3 separate regions of the Mus musculus genome follow, and all the other regions are linked to region 3. Evidence: chromatin contacts called from public Micro-C and promoter capture Hi-C data. All regions are on one chromosome and are shown on one strand. Each heading gives the region's core, a stretch centred on a gene start, on an enhancer-like site or on the middle of the called end of the contact. The rest is flanking DNA. Distances are from core to core; before and after follow the strand shown.

Region 1 (3,599 bases), core at 601-3,100, 340 kb before region 3:
GCATCAGATCCCCTGGGCCTGAAGTTACCTATGGTTGTGAGTAGCCATGAACCTGGGCTCATGGTTTCCCAGTTAGGCTGGAGGCCGGGCCCCGTTGTCCTCCTATCTCTGCTGGTCTCAGAGCTGGCATTCCAGCCATACACACAATGCCCAGTGTGTTCCACGGGGCTGGGATGTTTTCGTGATTGTGCTGCAAGCTCTCTGATCCTCTGTGGCACTCCAACAACATTGACAGTCCACTTACTTGTTCTTATTTTTATTTATTTTTAAATTATGTGTGCAGTTGTGTGTCTGTCTGTGGGTATGTGGGTGTGTGTGAGTGAATACCTGTGAAGTCCAGAACACGGCATCAGATCTCCTGGAGCTGGAACTAAGGACTGTTGTGACCTACCTGACTTAGGTGCTGGCAACCAGACTCAGGTCCTCTGCAGGTGCAGTCTACGCTCTTTTTTGTTTGTTTGTTTTTTGTTTTGATTTTTTTTTTGAGACAGGGTTTCTCTGTGTAGCCCTGGCTGTCCTGGAACTCACTCTGTGGACCAGGCTGGCCACAAACTCAGAAATCCACCTGCCTCTGCCTCACAAGTGCTGGGACTAAGGCATGTGCCACCACTGCCCCAGCAGCAGTTAAATCTTTAACCACTGTGACTGGGTTTTACAAAGACTGTTTATAATGGTTAATTGTGGGCTGGGTGTGTAGCTCAGTAGCCCAGCCCATGCTTTCTGAGGCCTGAGAGATGACTCAGTTGTAAAGGGCTTTGTTGCTCTTGCAGAAGACCTTGGTTTGGTTTCCAGCATCCACAATGGTAGCTCAAAACTGCCTGTAATTCCAGTTCCATGTTCTCTTCTGGCCTCCAATATATACACACCAGGCAGTGGTGGCGCACGCCTTTAATCCCAGCACTTGGGAGGCAGAGGCAGGTGAATTTCTGAGTTTGATCTACAAAGTGAGTTCCAGGACAGCCAGGGCTATACAGAGAAACCCTGTCTCAAAAACAAACAAACAAACAAACAAACAAACAAGAAAAAATATATTTGTGTGTGTGATGTGTATAATATGTTCCTGTGGGTTAGTGCAGATGTACATACATACATGCAGAGTACAGAGATCAACATGAGGTGTCTTTTGGCTGCCTCTTTTCTTCCTTTTTTAGATTTTTCGTGATAGGGTTTCTCTGTGTAGCCTTGGCTGTCCTGGATTTCTCTCTGTATACCAGGCTGGCCTCAAACTGCTGGTCTGCCTGTTTCTGCTAACTCCAGAGTGCTGGAATTAATGGTGTGAGTGTGCCTCCGTTGCCTGGCTCCTCTATCTCTTTTTATCTTCTGTCTGTCTGTCTTTCTGTCAGTCAGTCTATCTACATATCTATCTATATAACGACAGAGTCTCTCGGCTGAAATGGAACTTTCTACGTAGTCTGGCCTCAAACTTAAAGATATCTGCTGCTCTGCCGTCCAAGTGCACCACCACTTCCTGGCTTCAAAAATATAATTTTAAGAATAGCTAAAGTCGCCGGGTAGTGGTGGCACACGCCTTTAATCCCGGCACTTGGAGGCCAGCCTGGTCTACAGAGTGAGTTCCAGGACAGCCAGGGCTACATAGAGAAACTCTGTCTTGAAAAACAAACAAACAAAAAGAACGGCTAAAGTCTAAGTTAATTCGGCCACCAAATGATTAGGTAATCTTAGACAAAACACGTCTTCAATAAGTCAAACTTTAACATGGAAGTGCGAATCTCTGAAATTCAACTAGATTCCTAATCTAAAATTGCTACAATCGCGCGCAGATTCGCCAAAGGAAGTAGTTTGTCCTTCGCGGCTCACCGTCTGCGCAGCCTCCGACAGCGGTCGTAGGCTCCGCCCCCTGCGCTCCGGACGGCGGGAAAACCCAATTGACAGAACTCCCGCCGAAGCCCCACTAGTCCGATCTGCGTTCTGTGGGGCTCGAGCGCTTATTCTGGAGAATCTGCCCCGGGGGCACCTTGTATTGTCCCGCCGCCACCTCGGGGCCTGAGCCCGGGCTTCCCGTACATCTCTGTCTGAGTCTGACTCGGCGGCCCTGGGCCCAGCCTCTCACTCGCGTCCGGCCGGTGGTCTCTACGAGACCCGAGACGGGCTCCCCGGCTCGCAGCTCGCTCCCACTGGACCTGCCGCCCCTATGGCCTCCAGCCAGGCTGGGCCGGACCTCTGAAGGGCCTAGGAGCCCGGGTTCTAGGAGGCAGAGATCATGGTGGGGGTCCTGAGCATGGCGGCGGCTGCAGCACCCCTTCCTGTGAAGGACTACGAGATTGAGGTGAGGATCCGTCAAGTTCCTTTCTGCCAGTGTTGGGGAATTGTGGCGTGAGGATGGGGGGAGTCCTGCGTGCTTCTGGGACGAGGAAGGAGGGACACGATGACCCACAGTCATAATTTTGTGTGGGATAGTTGCCTCAGTGTGCCGTGTAAAGCTCTCACAAAAGCGTTGGCATTTTAAGATATTTTCGGGCTGGTTGTTAAGTCAGGATTTGAAAACTACAGTTCCCGGGTCCTTGAAACGTTGGTGGAATAGCATGTCACCAAGGATTTCAGGGTCACTTTCTTTGTTCATGATGATGTGGGATCACAGAACGGCGAAGAAGATGAAGCTTTAAGTTCAGCTAGTCCCGTACTAATACCTGTCCTAGGAATTCCATTTAGAATGTCACTTAAATGGATCAAGTAAGGAACTTACCGTGACCGCAGAGCTTAATGTAATGTAGTTAAGAGTCTCAGTGACATGTAGGTGCTTAATATTTACCATGTTTTAGAGAATACACTAAGTAGAGGACAGTGCTTAATGTAGGAAGCCCTTGCTTTCTGAGAAAGAAAGAGAAATATATACTAAACAACTATAAAGATATTCTATGCCGTTTAGAAGTAGTTTTTAGGATCTTAAAGTACATCTCTGACCTACTTTTTCTTCTGTCATCATTACAGGCTTGTGCCTCTTCAGAGATGCTATGGTTTTTATACACCATATACCAGGCTAGCTTTCTGATGTGTTCTGGTGCCCTTAAAGTGAGCTAAGATGTGTATTCACTTAAATTCTAATTCTTAATTTTTATAATTAAGTAACTTTTTCAGCTACAGAATATTTATATTATTTACTGTGTAGCACAGCACATCTCAAATTCATCACCTACTCACCTCAGCCTGCTTATTCAGGGATCACAGGAATGCACCATTCACACCCCGTTAATCGAGTTTTTTTTTTTTTTAAAAGATTTATTTAAATGAGGACACTGTAGCTGTCTTCAGACACACCAGAAGACATCATATCTCATTACAGATGGTTGTGAGCCACCATGTGGTTGCTGAGAATTGAACTCAGGACCTCTGGAAGAGCAGTCAGTGCTCTTAACCGCTGAGCCATTTCTCCAGCCCCAAGTTATATTTTAAAAATTAATTTGCTTAAGATTTCCATACCAGTAGATGTCAGGTCTAGTACTTGAACTTAGATCTTACTTGAGTGTCTGTTGTGTGGTGCCTCTGATACCATCTCAAAGCTTTAAAGATGATAATAATAAATTCACTTTTAATTCACTTATTATTTCAACATATTTAATTTTACCTCATTTATCTAAATG
Region 2 (3,474 bases), core at 780-3,279, 290 kb before region 3:
ATTCAGCACTTGTAAGATAGAAGCCTGCTGCTCCAGGGAGAAGAGCCTGTCCAATGGATTCCCGGGCTCCTTTCCATCTGTATCACAAGCAGCAACACTGGCAACACGTTTCTCAGGTGCAGTGGATTTCCTCACAGAGCAGGTGTTATTTAGGACTGGAGGCAGGGATGAGTACTCTGGGACTGGAAACCATCTCCTCCCTAAAAGGGAAACTTGACTTATAATGTTCTCCTTGACAGTTAATACCCAAGCTTGTGCAGTTATACAGACTTGCACACAGACCATATTATCACAGAGAATTGTCTTTAAGAGGAGTGTAGAGCTGGTTGTAGTTGTGCACACCTTTAATCCCAGCACTGGGGAGGCAGAAGCAGGAGGATCTCTGAGTTCAAGGGCAGCCTGGTCTACAGAGGAAGTTCGGGACAACCAGGACTGCACAGTGAAACTCTGTATTGAAAAACAAACAAAACATAAAGAGTAGTTTTACAATAATTACAGTTATCTATCTTTGAGGGTTTGTTTGGTTTTTGGTTGGTTGGTTGGTTGGTTTTGATCATTGGTAGGGTTGGGTTTGTTTGTGGGGTTTTTGTTGTTGTTTTCTTTTTTGAGACAGGATGTCACTGGATAGTCTTCATACTCAAATTCAGTATGAAGACCAGGATGGCCTTGACTTCATAGTAATTCAGCTGCACCAGGATAGCCAGTACTACACAGAGGCGCTGTCTCAAGGAAGAAGCTGTAGTTGCCTGGCACTGTAACTCCGTATGTACAACCTCAGCACCTGAGGGGCAGTCCATACAAGATTCAGATTCCAAGAGTTTTATGACAGTCTGGACTACCTGAGACCTCATCTCCAAAAATTTAATTAATTAAAATAAAGAAATTGTAGTCTTCTCGGGATAAGTAGAGTCCACCTTTAATACCAGCATTTGAGCCAGGCAGTGGTGGCACGTGCCTTTAATCCCAGCACTTGGGAGGCAAAGACAGGTCGATTTCTTAGTTCAAGGCCAGTCTGGTCTACAAAGTGAGTTCCAGGACAGCCAGGGCTACTCAGAGAAACCCTGATTCAAAAAAACCAAACAAACAAACAAAACCAGCATTTGGGAGGCAAAACCAGGCAGACCTCTGAGAGTTCATGGCCAGACTGGTCTAGTACAGTGTTCCAGGCAATGAGACTGTTTGCTAAAGTAAAAACAATCAAAAAAGTTAAGGGCCAGTTAGATAGGACCTAGTTTCTGGCAAGGCCTTGGTTTCTATACCTAGAACCACTTAATTTTAATTAAAATTATTTCAAATGTCTGCTACTTATGGCATTTATAATATTATGAGGATTTTTTGTATCGCCTCTTATGATTGATCTCCAGTTCCATTTTTTACTAGTTTATCATCTGATGGAACTAAAGGAAATTAAACTTTATACGTTTATAATAAATGTTTTAGCTGGTCAGGAGTGGTGTTCCTCACTTGCAATCCTAGCATTTAGGAGATGGAAGCAGGAAGATCAGGATTTAGCTACATAGTGAGTTGCAGGCCAGCTTGGGCAACATGGAGCTCTGACTGGGGCAAGCGGGGGCTGGTGATATTAACTAAGTGGTGGGGACGGTTTATTTTGTTCTGCATGGTTCTCAATATTGCTAACAAGGCTGTATTTTTGCAAGCAGTCTACATTGTGCAATGGATAACTTTATAAGACAGTGTAAAGTCATCCTCCCAGCGCGGCCACAGGAAGACGACACAGCCAGAGGCTAAGCGAGCTACTCCGGCCCGGGAAGGGGCGCACGCGCGTGGACCCCGGGCCATTAAAGCGGACGGGCTCCGGGGCTGGGGGACATGAACGCCCCTCAGCTCCGCTACAGCTCCACGCTGGACAACCGGACACAGGGCAGAAGAGAACCACTCCCGGTTACAGGCTAGTGACTGGAAAGCAATCCACCTCGTGCTCAGGAACCCTACCTCCGGCCTTGATGAGGCAAGCAAGGTTTGTCCTCCAAGCCATCGCCAGGCTCTTTCCCACGCCTGTGTTCCTCCTCAACTTCCGGTTTCGTGTGCTCCAACAAAAAGTGCTCGGCCGGGGCTGGGCAGAAGGGTTCCGGCGAAAGCGACAGTCTCAGGGAAATGCCAACGGAGTTCCTAGTAATTGATGGCTGATGGTCTCTGGAGAAAGTGTGGCCGTTCGGGATCGCCGAGATGCATAGGAGTAGACTAGGTTTAATCCTGTTTTGGGGCGAGTCTCCTCTGGGTTCCCAGACACACAGCAGACAGTGGGGAGCCTATATGCACACATGTAACCCTGTCCGGAGTTGAGAGGAGGAGTATCTGGGAGAGATGCACGGGATAAGGCCAATGTATGAGGTCGCTTTGACGCTGGGCACTTTTGACTGTTTGAAAAGGATGGGGGGAGGTGAGTCTGGAGCCACATTTGATCCTTGGAATGCGAAGTGGAACAGTTGAAAAAGTCGGGCAGGTTGCTTGTTTTTTAGTTGCAAAGTCAGATTAGAGGGGCTTTCTAGAAAAAAAGAAAATTGGTCATTTGCAGCCAATGTGAGGCTGGACTGTAGAAGAACCTGAGGACAAGAAAGAGGAATCGGAAAGTTATTGTGATATGTTTTATAAAACAATTGTTGTGTTTTATGGAGCGCGGTATGGTGTGGTGAGGTGCCCATCCTGAGGCATCCCCTCCTCTCCGAGGTACCCAGCTCCAGTATGGCATAGAGTTTATTGGGGGGGGGGGGAGTTAAGAAGGGAGTAGAGGCAGGGAAAGGGGGGAGAGAGAGAGAGAGAGAGAGAGAGAGAGAGAGAACACGAACGAACTGGTGGCCCAGTACACGTTGAAGAGGACGGGGAGGGAGAAGAGGAGAGAGGGGAAAAGGGGTCAGAGAGAAAAGAGTCAGAGAGGGCAAGCAGTTCCTTTTAGAGCAAAGCCAGGCCTACCTGGCTGTTGCCAGGTAACTTGGGCGGGGCGTAGGAGGAATGACAACAGATTTTCTTGCCAAGGCAGAGTGAACTGTGGGGAATGAAACCTGGGCTAAGGAAGAAGAGTGGAAAAGGGTCTAGTAATGGGTTTGTGGTTATATTAGACGTCGTAGCTAACCTATAATGCCCACACTTAGGAGCATGAGGAGAATTGTGAGTTTGAGTCCAGTCTAGGCTATGTAATGAGTTTGAGGCCACCCTAGACTACAAAAATGACTCTGTCTCAAAAGGCATCAACAACAAAAGCTATTCACAGGCTCAGCCGTTCAGAGTACTTGTTGCTCTTGTGGAGGATCCGGCTTTGGTTCACAACATCCACATGGTGGCTGACAACCATCTATAATTCTGGTTCCGGGGATGTCCAATAACCTCTTCTGACCTCCACAGGCACCAGGCACAGACTTGGCACACAGACATACATGTAGGCAAAACACTCATATACACAAATTAATAAGTCTAAAATAAAAGTTATTCTTAAGAGAGCCTGGGGGCTGGAGAGAT
Region 3 (3,416 bases), core at 804-3,303:
ACTCAGGATCTTAGGAAGAGCAGTCAGTGCTCTTAACCGCTGAGCCATCTCTCTAGCCCCTCTTATCCCTGTTATTCAGATAGGAACGCTAAAGATCAAAGTGAGTAGGAGTCTACAGAAGTCACCATCTACTAGTACCCCGCCTAGAGTTTGGAACAAAAGTAGCATTTCCAAAGCCTGTTGTTCTTAAATTGTACATTCAGGATGATGATACAATTGAATTGGTTAAGAAAAGATACAGAGGCCGGGTGTGGTGGCACACGCCTTTAATCCCAGCACTCGGGAGGCAGAGGCAGGCAGATTTCTGAGTTCGAGGCCATCTGGTCTACAGAGTGAGTTCCAGGATAGCCAGGGCTACACAGAGAAACCCTGTCTCGAAAAACAAACAAACAAACAAGCAAACAAACAAAACAAAACAACAACAAAAAAGAAAGAAAGAAAGAAAGAAAGAAAGGAAGAAAGAGAGAAAGAAAGAGAGAAAGAAAAGATACAGAAGCTGGAGACTGGTTGTGGTGGCACACGCCTTTAATCCCAGCACTTGGGAGGCAGAGGCAGGCGGATTTCTGAGTTCGAGGCCAGCCTGATCTACAAAGTGAGTTCCAGGACAGCCAGGGCTATACAGAGAAACCCTGTCTCAAAAAACCAAAAAAAAAAAAAAAAAAAAAAAGAGACAGAAGCTGGAAGTGCCTTTAATTCTAGCACCTGGGAGAGGAGAAGGGAAGAGGGCACAGATAAGGGTGCTTGCTGCCAAACATGAGTCCCTGAGTTCAATCTCTGGGCTGGCCATGATTGTGAGTACTGACTTCTGCAAGAGTTCCCTTCTCCATGTGCATGCCATGGCATGTGAGTTCCCACAGACAGACAGACATAGAAGTAAAAACTTAAAAACTACAACAACAAATGAATTCAGTATAGTCTCATTAGCTCTCCATCAGATTGAGAAAGAAGGAATGACTTCTTGGGTGAGTGTGTGTGTGTGTGTGTGTGGGGGGGGGGGGATGATCACAGCATTACACCGAAGTTCATGGAATTTCAGAGTTGGGAGAATTTGGAAGCCAGTTTAGTTCACGTGACACAACAAAGTCAGGACTTCTGTTACCAGCATGGTGGGATATTACCCAGATTTCATTAGAAAATGCAAAGGGTGGGAATGTCTTTCCTACCAGGTCTCAGTTCTGTCAGTCACTTTATTCCCTTCAGTTTCCTTAGGTATTAATTAAATATTTTTTCAAAGACTCTTGTTGAGTATTGTTGGACAAATGAAAGGAGACAGGTATAGAGATTGATTAGTCCAGTCATAGAGGAGTATAATGTTGGTTCTACTTAGTTTTTTATACAGCACAGCTATTTAATTTCCAGATTGTCATCAACTTAGAAGGTCTCCCTCTGTATAGGTTTAGCAACATCTTTAGGTTGATCCTTAGTGATAAGAAACATGCTTTTTTCCCCTTTCCCTTGATATCTTCACAGATATCCTATTACAGTTGAAGGAATTGGAGATACGGGAGGAAAATTTTGTTCTATTGTTGAGCTGGAAAGCTGGTATGAGTCAAATGTGAATCTCAAGAACTATTTAGATTGAATGATTGGGTCAAAGATGACTTTCAATCCACAATGTGAAGCTCTGTCCGATGATGGAATGGCTATTTGTGAAAGACAGTGTTCTTTTACATTGGCGATTTCTTCCGTCCTGGAAGGGAGTGTGTGTATGTGTCCTCCCTGCAAAACATCTGAATGAATCTGAACGGTGCTATTCCTGCCACATAATAGGCAATTTGAAAGATCATCTATCGCTATGAGTGACTGGTTACACGGGGATACTATACAAACAGCCAAGCAGCTTTCCTTGAGTACTCAGCCTCTTTTGGAGTGGTGGGGATTAATTTCGGTTTGTCTCTTCAGATGGCCGCGAGATGGCGATGGGGGAGCTCGTTTGTCGCTTGCGGGACGCTCCTGGGCCACCCACGGGGCAGAGAGACTACAACTCCCGGGGTGCTCGGAGAAGGGAGGCGGGGTCTTCTGGTAGGAACGCGAGGGCGGGTCTTCCGGGTGTGTGTTTCCGGCGTCGGCGGCCGCGGCCGGGGACGGTGTGAGAGCGGTAAGATGGCGGCCGCAGCGGTGGTGGAGTTCCAGAGAGCCCAGTCTCTACTCAGCACCGACCGGGAGGCCTCCATCGACATCCTCCACTCCATCGGTAAAGGGCCTGGCGCCGTCCCCGCGGCTCCGCCGTCCCGGCGCGGCCTGTGTGGGTCGGAGGCGGCGGAGAGGGGCCGGGCTAGCCGGCTATGGTGCTGCTGACTCACTGTGTGTGAGGGGGGCCGGGCTGGGGGCGCAGGCCGCTCGGGGACCCCAGGAGCCCCATGGCTTCCAATCGGGCGGGAAGCCCCTAGGCAGCCGGCCCGTCCACCTGCTGCCTGCTGACTCACGGTGGGCGCAGCGCAGCGCAGCGTGGCGAGCGGGCCGGGCCAGGTTCGCTACCCCTCAAGGGTCCCCGATTGTGGCCCGCGCGAGCTGGCCGGGGGCTGAGAGTGGCGGCCCGGGACAGACGGGTCGGAGAGTGTGTTGTTGAGAGGTCCGGGCGACTGCCGCGCAGGACTGACATTTCCCGCCGTTGTTATCAGCACAGGTTGCTCCGGGTGGGAGCGCGAGCGCTTCTCTTGGAGTTTTCTTCCGGGACGCTGGGAGCTGTCGCTTACAGCCAGCCCTCAGCCGCAGCCGCCGGCAGCAGAGGGCCACTTTCTGGGTGTGGGAAGTTGAGGGGTGCCACACGCTTAAGATTGGTATTTGACCGGTGTAGCTTGTGAGCTGAAGTGTCGTCCGAGTGGGACCGCCGGGACAGAGGAGGTGACTCATTTTTCCCAGTAGGGGTTGAAGTTTAGTTCTGAGTTCTGAGAGGCTGTCGTTCAGGGAACTTTTTGGGACCGGCGGGCCGCACATTGCTGGAGAAAAAGAAAAATTTTAATACCATAGCGTGATTGTCTTAAACCGTAGGGCAACAGGAAAGTTGAAGTAGGAACCTCCAGCCGGTCGCTTTCTACTGGGATTCAGGTGTAAATAGAAATAAGTGGTTGATGGCAGAGAAGGCCTTTTAATATTCATTCCTTAAGGGTTCAGTTAGAGAATGAGCTTCCTCCTGTGGTAATGTGAGGTTTTTTTTTTTTTTTTTTTTTTTGGTTTTTTGAGACAGATTTTCTCCATGTAGCCCTGGCTGTCCTGAAACTTACTTTGTAGACCAGGCTGGCCTTGAACTCAGAAATCCGCCTGTCTCTGCCTCCCAAGTGCTGGCGTTAAAGGCGTGTGCCACTATGCCCGCCCGGCGTGAGCTTTCAAATGTAGCCTGGGAGATTCGGATTGGATCAACAAGTTGTTGGTGAATGCAGGTATATGAGGGACTGCCAGGATGTTGATGCTTATGT

The links. Hi-C and Micro-C count contacts between places; a contact is called where the count stands out from the background. Capture Hi-C pulls out chosen DNA fragments and counts their contacts.
Region 1: a promoter capture Hi-C map of adipose tissue shows a contact between it and region 3. The contact joins the promoter of Atad5 here to the promoter of Psmd11 in region 3. A contact is called at or near these places in 1 of 484 Hi-C or Micro-C datasets (embryonic stem cells), 3 of 115 datasets of contacts at active chromatin or transcription factors (extraembryonic endoderm stem cells, microglia and pancreatic cancer cells) and 3 of 9 other capture datasets (adipose tissue, liver and pancreatic islet).
Region 2: a Micro-C map of embryonic stem cells shows a contact between it and region 3, with 2.7 times the contacts expected there. The contact joins the promoter of Tefm here to the promoter of Psmd11 in region 3. A contact is called at or near these places in 1 of 484 Hi-C or Micro-C datasets (embryonic stem cells), 2 of 115 datasets of contacts at active chromatin or transcription factors (effector CD8 T cells and pancreatic cancer cells) and 1 of 9 other capture datasets (adipose tissue).

Annotation. Positions count from the first base shown.
Region 1 is chr11:80,087,550-80,091,148 of GRCm38.p6, forward strand. Atad5 (ATPase family, AAA domain containing 5) reads left to right here and starts at 1,851. Exons shown (of 23, transcript NM_001029856.2): 1 at 1,851-2,287. The coding sequence starts at 2,222.
Region 2 is chr11:80,140,124-80,143,597 of GRCm38.p6, forward strand. Tefm (transcription elongation factor, mitochondrial) reads right to left here and starts at 2,030. Exons shown (of 4, transcript NM_183275.2): 1 at 1,954-2,030; 2 at 1-200. The coding sequence starts at 1,996.
Region 3 is chr11:80,426,562-80,429,977 of GRCm38.p6, forward strand. It overlaps Psmd11 (proteasome (prosome, macropain) 26S subunit, non-ATPase, 11), which reads left to right and starts at 2,054. Exons shown (of 14, transcript NM_178616.3): 1 at 2,054-2,194. The coding sequence starts at 2,104.